Linked DNA regions of Danio rerio: region 1 is linked to region 2. A link is a contact called in public Hi-C data. All regions are on one chromosome and are shown on one strand. Each heading gives the region's core, a stretch centred on a gene start, on an enhancer-like site or on the middle of the called end of the contact. The rest is flanking DNA. Distances are from core to core; before and after follow the strand shown.

Evidence for each region. Hi-C and Micro-C count contacts between places; a contact is called where the count stands out from the background.
Region 1: a contact with region 2 is called in a Hi-C map of hematopoietic stem cells, with 2.0 times the contacts expected there. The contact joins the promoter of itm2ba here to the promoter of sumo1 in region 2. A contact is called at or near these places in 2 of 18 Hi-C or Micro-C datasets (hematopoietic stem cells and an unstated tissue).

What each region holds. Positions count from the first base shown.
Region 1 is chr6:10,984,121-10,988,949 of GRCz12tu, reverse strand. itm2ba (integral membrane protein 2Ba) reads left to right here and starts at 1,987. Exons shown (of 6, transcript NM_199646.1): 1 at 1,987-2,162. The coding sequence starts at 2,076. It overlaps nudt15 (nudix (nucleoside diphosphate linked moiety X)-type motif 15), which reads left to right. Exons shown (of 4, transcript NM_001346166.1): 4 at 87-472. The coding sequence ends at 190.
Region 2 is chr6:10,601,506-10,605,952 of GRCz12tu, reverse strand. It overlaps sumo1 (small ubiquitin like modifier 1), which reads right to left and starts at 1,338. Exons shown (of 5, transcript NM_213159.1): 1 at 1,225-1,338; 2 at 387-458; 3 at 167-244. The coding sequence starts at 1,236. It overlaps nop58 (NOP58 ribonucleoprotein homolog (yeast)), which reads left to right and starts at 2,706. Exons shown (of 15, transcript NM_001009889.2): 1 at 2,706-2,896; 2 at 3,744-3,820. The coding sequence starts at 2,852.

The sequences.
Region 1 (4,829 bases), core at 738-3,237, 380 kb before region 2:
TTTTAAACTTCCTTAAGCCCAGGCAAACACGTCTGAATATTGCTGCAATATTTCATTGTTGTATTAATTTGTTGTTTCTTTCTCAGGTTGGACATGGAGGCAGTGGGATGATTTACCCTCTGAAGAGCAGCTATTCTTGCCATTGGCCAACCTGAGACAACAGGGCTTCCAACCATTCAGAAAGAGTTAAAGGGATCTTGTGTTGTTAAGAAATCCACCTTATGACTCCATGCGTTTACCTGATTGAATGTCAGGTGAACTCAAATCACCTTAGGCCTTTTCTTGCTCATTTATAAGAGCTTTGACCTATAAAGTGACACACAGCCTGAACATACCCAGACATACTTCAGATTGACTGTTGAATTTAATTCCTGTTTCTCATTAGTCTCTTCTATTTTATGATTTTATTGAACAAATGTTGTAATTTACATCTTTGACTATTATGGTATTAAAGCTTATGAGTCATTTTGTACATGGTGGTAACGTCTGTATAACATGTCATCATGTTACACTAAAATATTTAGGTAACACTTGTCCATAATGATCATAAAAAGAGAGAGAGAGTTGGAAATTAATATTTTTGTCCCAGTTTATTTGCTAAATGTTTTGTGGTGATGTATATACATGTTGTTATAGAAACATAGCACCTGTCAATCAAATCGGTGGGCGGGGAAAACTGCTCTTCTATGTCACGTTGTGGTGGGCCTCAGAATCATTGGGATTTGGGTCCTATTTTAACATCAGGAAAAAAAAAAAAGACTTGTGTTTATATCACTCCAATACGACAGTGGACACACTAAACCTACACACAGTTCTGTCCAAACAGCTTACAAAAGTTGATTTTCTTCATACAGTAGGCCTTTTAATGAAGAAAAGGTTGTTCATTTTGAGTTCATGTTAACTCGTGGTGTATTGACCAATGCTAACAAGGATATTATATTTAAATAACGCATTAACAAATGAACTATAAATGGTGTAAAAAACTGTTCATACTTTGTTCATGTTTGTAAACACATTAATGAACCATTGTTTGTTCATTTTTACACACACATTTTCACATTTCATGTTATATTGTGAACATTTCTTTATTTAATTTGAACAAATATTACTGAACATTGTATAATAGAATATCAAATAATCTAAGAGATAGTTATACCCAAAATAAGAACATACCATTTACTCACCATCAAGTGGTTTTAGATCTTTGAGTATCTTTTTTTCGGTTGAACATAAAAGAGGATGAATGTTACCAGCATGATAGGAAAATAAATAGTTTGAAAGCTGATGGCTACCAGTCACCGACATTTATTTCTTGTATTCAACACAATACAAAACCTCAAATAAATCTGAAACTGGCAAAGGATACACAAACGATGACAGAATTTTAATGTTTGGGTGAACTATCAAATTAACATGAGCCACCTGGTGAAATGTTGACTGGTTTTAGCTGGTTGACCAGCCTGGTTTTAGAGTGGTTTTGGCCATATTCAGGCTGTTTTCAGCCATTTCCAGCCTGGAAATGGCCAAAACCCCTCTGAAACTTGGGCTGGTTTAAGCTGTTTTAGCAGGGCCTTTATTAATAATAAACTTACTATTATTGTGAAGTGTTACAGATATTTCATCAAAGTTTCCTCAGTCATATATTACTCTAAGGGTTCCCATCAGACAACACCTGTTTTCGTTGTAATCCTACTGCAAGATTTCATAACATTACCAATTTCCAAATAAACCTTACCTGTACTGAGGTAAACATTAACGTTACTTGATAGTTTTGCTGTTGAGTCGGACAGCAAAACAACCGTGTATTATTAAATTGTGTAGTTCAAGTTATAAAAGTATAATATGTGTTTTGAATACGGCTAAGTGTATAAATAAAGTAAAAGCAAACATCAGAGTCAGCGGTTAGTGAAAACAGCGCCCTCTGTCGGCTGACTGAGGTATATACAGTCTGAATTTGGCTAAATGCGCCACAGCAACTTGTGAGGCAGCACTGTGTATAGAGAGGTCGTCGGCTTCGCCAAGCTCTCGTTAGTTCGGTGAAAAAAGTAAAGACAAAAAAAATCCAGCTACCCAACATGGTGAAACTCACTTTCAATTCCGCTCTCGGACAAAAGGATTTAAAAAAGGAGGAAAAGGATGAAGCTTTGATCCCTCATGATCTGGTGAGTTTTGTTAGCTTCAACGCTAACCGGCTAACGTGATTAAAACAGCGTTAACAACAATGCTATTTTTTGCCTTTTAATTCGTTATAACGGATTTACTTGTCGTGATAGTGTTTGTTCAGAATGTATCGATCAATATATGTTAGCATTAAGTGAATACGTTTAAGTAAAAAACGAAGGATTATACAAATATAAATAGTGAAAGTAACCAAAACAAACATTTGGTCGCTTGACTGCAATACAGTCGTTTTTTATTGATAATTCATCCGACTGAAGCACATACACGATGTTTAAATGGGATTTATGTGAGTTTTTTGGACCAGACAGTTTTGTTTTTGTGTGTGCAGACTAGGGAAGCCATCTCCTCCTTGTTTCGGTGTGTATATGTGTGTGTGTGAGTGAGTGTCAGACAGCTTTGAGCTTACAGGAAAATGGCCGACAGTTCAACACAAACACCAGGAAACACACACAAACCCTTCATGCTTTGCAGGTTTCTAAGGTTTCCTTTTTAGATATTTGATTGCTTTTTAATGAAATGTTCTGAGCAATATAAACAGTGAATGCATGCATAAAAATGTATATATACATGCATTCATGCACTCTTCATTTAAATGCAAATCAATATTAAATGCATGCCTTTAAACTAGATTTGCATTTAAAGAAGTGTAGATGTGTCATTTTATATTTTGCAGTTCCTGAATAGGTTTCAGCCATGAACATAGTAAAACCAGGAAAAGGAAAGACATTTTTAGCCAGCTTATCGTGGGAGACTTTCGTAAGTGTGAGACCTGCTCCCACTCAAATACATGCACCGTCTGCCTGCTTCTGTGCCTCCAATACGATCATCATCTGCCACTGAGGATGAGTCAGCGCCTAGTGTGCGAATTGGGTTGATGATGAAGAAGAAAAGGAGGCCGTGAATCATTCATAAGACACTGTTGTGTCTGCAGAAACGCCGCCACTGTGATCAGATCAATGCTGCAGCCTGGTATCATCGCCACCATTTCGGGCAAAAGGAGCGTTTCAGTTGGGCTTTAGGGAAAGGAGAAGAAAATTTGGATTTCATGCTTCTTACCTTTTAGACATTTCCGGCAATCGGAGCCTCTAATGCTGATCTAAGTGGGTTGAAAGGTATCAGTTCATCATGAGATAAGCTGTAAAGATCATTCTGTGTGGTCTGAAATCCTCTGTCGCACAGGTGATCAAAGCCTCTGCAAACTTGTGGATGGAGCCACCAAAAACAGCCATCTTTTTTTCATGGAGAAAAAAAACCTCCTGAAGGCTCTGATTATTTAAACAAAGACGCTCTCTGTTAGGACTAAGCTGTAATCTGCGGTGTGTGTCTGTGTGTGCGATGATGATGCCTTGGGTATTTCATACAGGTGTGTGTTAAGTGAAAAGTGCATTTCTGAAGTTGTTTGGTTTGGTGTTTTAAAAGCAGCACAACAGGAAGTGTGTTTGTGCAAAGTCTCAACATATCCTTGAATAGATAGCAAGAAATGAAATCTAAAATGATGCAGAATTATGGATTTAGCCGGATCTTGCATTAGGATGATTGTGGATGGATTTCATGGTTGTGCGTAATTATTAAAAGTTGCATTGGTGCGCTAGATTAGGACTGAAGTCAAACTACATGAGCAGCGTTTACATCGACTACTACTTGCACAGGAATTCTTGTCATGGAATGATAGATCAAAATTGTTCAGGGAAAAAAGGTTTGTTGTTACAATGTAATTACATAAGTACTACTAAGTAATAAAGATATTTATAATAGGATTTGGATAGTTCTTATAATAGTTTTTGGTAATTAAGCATAACTTTGGCAAGTGTCGTAAATACTGTAATTAGCATAACAGGTTTTTATAACAGGACAGAGACCTATATACCATTTCAATGTGATGTCATTTGCCCATGAACATTTCTTGCTTGCAATCAAACTATTTCAGAACTGCAATAAGAGGCAATTCAGTTATTCTTGATGTTAAAACAGCTGTCATAATATTATATATCAATATGTGGCTATTTTTAGATTATCAGAAGATATAGAAATTAAAAATGTAGAACAGAAAATGCATCCATTAAAATGGTCTATAGAAGGACTTATGGTAGAAAAAAGAAAGCCGACACACACACACACACACACACACACACACACACACACACACACACACACACACACACACACACATATATATATATATATATATATATATATATATATATATATATATATATATATATATATATATATATGAGCAATTCCGTGCAAATGTCAACCTTGCCATGAAAAAAAATTAAGTTTTTACCAAAATACGGAAACCATTTCTGGGTTTTTTGTGTAAGCAAGTATTTTACAGTACTTTAAAAATACTCAAAAATGCATCTGTCAATGTTTTCAAACTATTCTATTTGATTTACCAAAGTCACACAAATGGTAATTTCACATGCGTCACATCCATAACAGAGAGATGTCACATCCATAACGACACTTTTTCCTCAGAAATGTGAAAATATTAAATTAAATAAAACCAATTATTTTTGTTTTGTAGAGAGCCGACTCTAATCCTTTTGATTAGCATTATTTCTTTTGGGTTGTGCAGTTTAATTCACATAATTTCTACAAAGTGTGTTGTATACTGTAAACTCAGACTTTTTTGTCACATCCAT
Region 2 (4,447 bases), core at 89-2,588:
TGTATTTCTATTTGTAACAATACTCACAATAATACAGATTTTATGCATTTTTGATTGAATAAAAGTAGCATTAGTGCGTTTTTTAAAAATCCTACCCACCCCCCAAAACCTCTGAATGGTAGTGTAGATTTATCGTTATCCCTCATAAATGGAAAAACTGACTCACCTGTCTCTGACTGTAGGATTCCTTCAGCTTCTTTAAATGTGTCGTCATCTTCACTTTAAAGTGAATTTCACTGTTGTCCTGCGAAATGAAAGGAAATCATCAAATCTGTTCAGATCTTTTCATATATCTCATTATAAAAGAACAGCTGGATTGGTTTTAAACAGTAATGGGTTTAAATATGAAAACCTGCATTTCCTAGAAAACAAGTGCTTTTGCTCACCTGACCGATCACTTTGAGTTTAATGTACTCTCCATCCTTCTTCTCGCCTCCATCACTTGAGGGCTTGGTCTCCTATTAAAACAAAACAAGCATTCGATTACTGCATGTCATATTGTTTTTTTATCAGATTTAATGTAATGAATTAAAAAAATATCTTGGGACTGAATTCAATAAAATATTGACTGAAGATCGTATAAAATAAGGTAGATCCGATTTTAATAAATTATAATTATATATATATATATATATATATATATATATATATATATATATATATATATATATATATATTATATATAAAATAATATTGTGAGTGTTGTTATCATTTAAACACTAGGCTGTGTGTGTGTGTGTGTGTGCTTTGAATGTAAACACACAACCTAACGTTACTCTTCTATCGCGAGCTGTTAATACGAGCACAAACCGAACACAAACTAACGTGAACAAATAACGAATAATCCTAATGAACATATCAAAAAATCAACAATTAATAACTAATTCAAATGTTCAGCATGGTCTATCAGCTCAAGATATTATGAACTCTGCTTTCAGGGCCCAGAGCAGCTAACTAGCACACATGCTAATTGGACGATTTGAGGAAGAAATTCACATATTTTTGGCATTTGTGAACACAGTAAATTGGACTAATGTGTAAATTGCGAGAACCAGAAACTATGCACAGTTAAAAACACTCAAGCATTTTTATCAAAAATACTTTCCAAACCACAGTCAGCTAGACAGGCTAAAAGCTGGGCCCTCTTATTTTCATTTTCTATAAGTCCGTCTTTCTCGTCTGCTCTCATGAAAGTTCGATTCAGCATCACAGGTTTAGACTCACCGTGTCTGACATGATATTCCGCAATGTGCAGCCCTTCTGTAGATCAAGATTGTTTGATTTAAACGATACAGTGTTATGTACAGTAATGAGAGGTTTTGATAGTGCTACCAGCAGACCCACAACACAGCGCCGTTGACGTCATTGGAAAGGGGCTGGACTTTCTATGACACTGGGTCGATGACCCAACGAGCGTTGTTTTTCTCACCACGCTCTTTCTGATTGGCTCCAATCGCCATCTGCGATGTTGCTATTGGTAAAACATAGGGAGGCCCGTATTTTGCAAAAAAAAAAAAAAAAAAAACACATCAGTATTTTGGTCACGAAATATTAGAGTGCAAAAATAATGTGACAACTACACTACACCTCTGGAGGACGAAACCTGCAAAAGCAACAAATAAATAAATACGCAAATAAATAAATTAATTAACACATGTACAAATTCCTTCATAAATAAAACAGTAAATAAATACGCAAATAAATAAATAAATAAATGACTAAATATATACACAAGTTCCTACATAAATAAAATAATTAATAAATAACTACACGAATAAATGAATAAATACTCAAATCCCTGTGTAAATAAAACAATAAATAAATAAATACACAAAAAATAAATAAATACAAATTCTTGCATAAATAAAACAATAAATAAATAAATACACAAATAAATTAATAAATAAATAGACAAATTCCTGCATAAATAAAACAATAAATAAACATGCTAAATAAATAAACAAATGTACAAAATAAATACACAAATTAAAAAGATAAAAAATAAAAAGCAATGAATAAATAAAGTAAATAAATAAAGCAATAAATAAATAAAACAATAAATTAATATGCAAATAAAAAATCAATTAGTTAATAAATTCGCAAATTCCTGCATAAATAAAACAATAAATCGTTTATTTTATGTATTTATAACTTTTAATGCCATAGATTTTAAAAAAGACATTAAGACTAATTCAGTGGATCAAAGGTAATATAAAAAATCTGTATAATGTTACTGAACATTTTATTTCAAATACAGTTTCTTCTGAGAATTTTAGAAAGCTGAATGTATTGTGTATTTAACAGAAATATCAAGCAGAATTATTATTAATCATAGAGCACCAAGTAAAATTGACCATAACAAATTCTGAACTCTCATTGGAATATTAAACATATTTACATACAACAATACAGATATTTAAAATTGAAATAATATTTCATATTATAATTGTTTATTCATCTTTTTGTCTAAAACATTTAAATATCTTTTTTTTTTACAAAACTTTTGTTTAGTATATTATTATTATCATCATCATCATCATCATCATCATCATCATCATCATCATCATCATCATCATCATCATCCTCATTATTTGGAATATGACATTATCCAAAATATTGTCTCTACACACTTTGAATATAAAACTCGAAAACTGAAAATCAACACGAGGTGATGGTGCATGAAAATGAGGCTGAGACTACTGCACATGCGCACATTTCACTGGCAGTATTGCGCATGCTCGTCCTGTCCCATGTGCGCCTCGTGGAGAGAGCGACTTCTTGTAGCGGAAGGCTCTCGGTCTCGGGAGCTCGACCTTAAACTTTATTCAGAGCAAGAAAAGCTGTTTCAAAAATGTTAGTGTTATTTGAAACTGCCGCCGGCTATGCCATTTTTAAGGTAAGCTCATTTTTTTGTGTTAATTAAATGTATTTGTAGCCGTTTTCTTGCAGTTGTGTAGCTTTTACGGTTACACTTAGCTAGCCGGCGAAGTTAGCAGTGCTGTCCGAGACTTTCAAAAAGACAAAACGTACAATCTAAGGATTTTTATTAATGCAAATGCTGTTAGTACATATGTAATTTTGTAGCTCACTCGTTTTTCCCCAGTGCGGTGTGTCAATGAGGGTAAAGCGGGTCTCATGTGGCCTGCTCTGCAGCACAGCCACGTTGTGTCTTCAGCGCTTTTTCTACACTCACTGTTAGTCGAGTTTGGACTGTTTTTAAAGTAGTCAAGATGATAAAATATAATTTAGTAGTTGCAAAACAGATGCAACAAATGTATTTACATATTTAATTAAATCTTATGAAGATATTTACTGTTTAAATGCACCTCGCCACTATAGCTCATGTTTCCACATGGTCGCTCAGCGTATAACGTTAGAGGTAACGTTAAAGTTGGTTTTATATTTTCACTTTCGCACATTCTCCTTAAATTAAGTTCAGAAAAGTATCATTTACAAATTCTGATTGGTAAAATTATATTAGTAGTCAATGGCTTATCAACGTATAACATTGTTCACAGTCGATTAATTGGTGCTTATGTTGCTTTAAGGCATACTTCAATGCGATTTCAGACCCAACACTCAAAGTACCATGATAAACAATATAGGGAATATTAAATGAATGACTGCGAATATAAAACCAACTTTACCTCAATGCTTAGTGTCGACCGCTTGAAGGCTTTAAGTAAGTCTAGTATTTAGATGGTGTCTGTGCACTTTAATCAACAGCTTTTTCTGTTGTCCAGGTCCTGGATGAACAGAAGCTCCAGCAGGTGGACAGCCTGTGGAAGGAGTTTGAGACGCCGGAAAAAGCCAACAAAGTGTGAGTTTTACAGTAGAAATGTGTAATATTATATTTAATGTTGCCTTGTCTCAGAAATGTCCTTGATTTGATGATGTTTAAGTCGAATTTTTGATAATATAGTTTATAAATAAGGAACCAAACATGCTTTAAGACCTTTGACACATATAATATTAAATTATTATTTTTTTATATATATTACTTTATCGATATAGTCATGTTTTATTTTCAGGTAATTTTGGACAATGTATGGCGTTTCATTTGGTGTCAACAATGCTTTAATCTCTATGAAGATTGTATAAGTGTCAACTTCTGTGAATTATTTTTACATGCTCCCCATTGACAAGTTGTACATTGTACACTAGGGGTGCAACAAATCAATATAATCACGGTTTCTGTATGGTATGGTTTGTGCTATGCTTAGAAAAAAATGACTACAGAACAATTCAAAGAACAATAAACATATTTATTGATGAACAAACACCTGACAATGCAATAGCTTTACACACATGACCTTAGATTTGCATGTTCTTGCATTAAATAAAAGTAGGGCATTTTGAAAATTGTATGTTCAAATAAACTGCTAAGAAAATAGAGAAAGCTTTAATTTTTCTATTTTACATCTCCACTCAACAGTCTCAACCAATT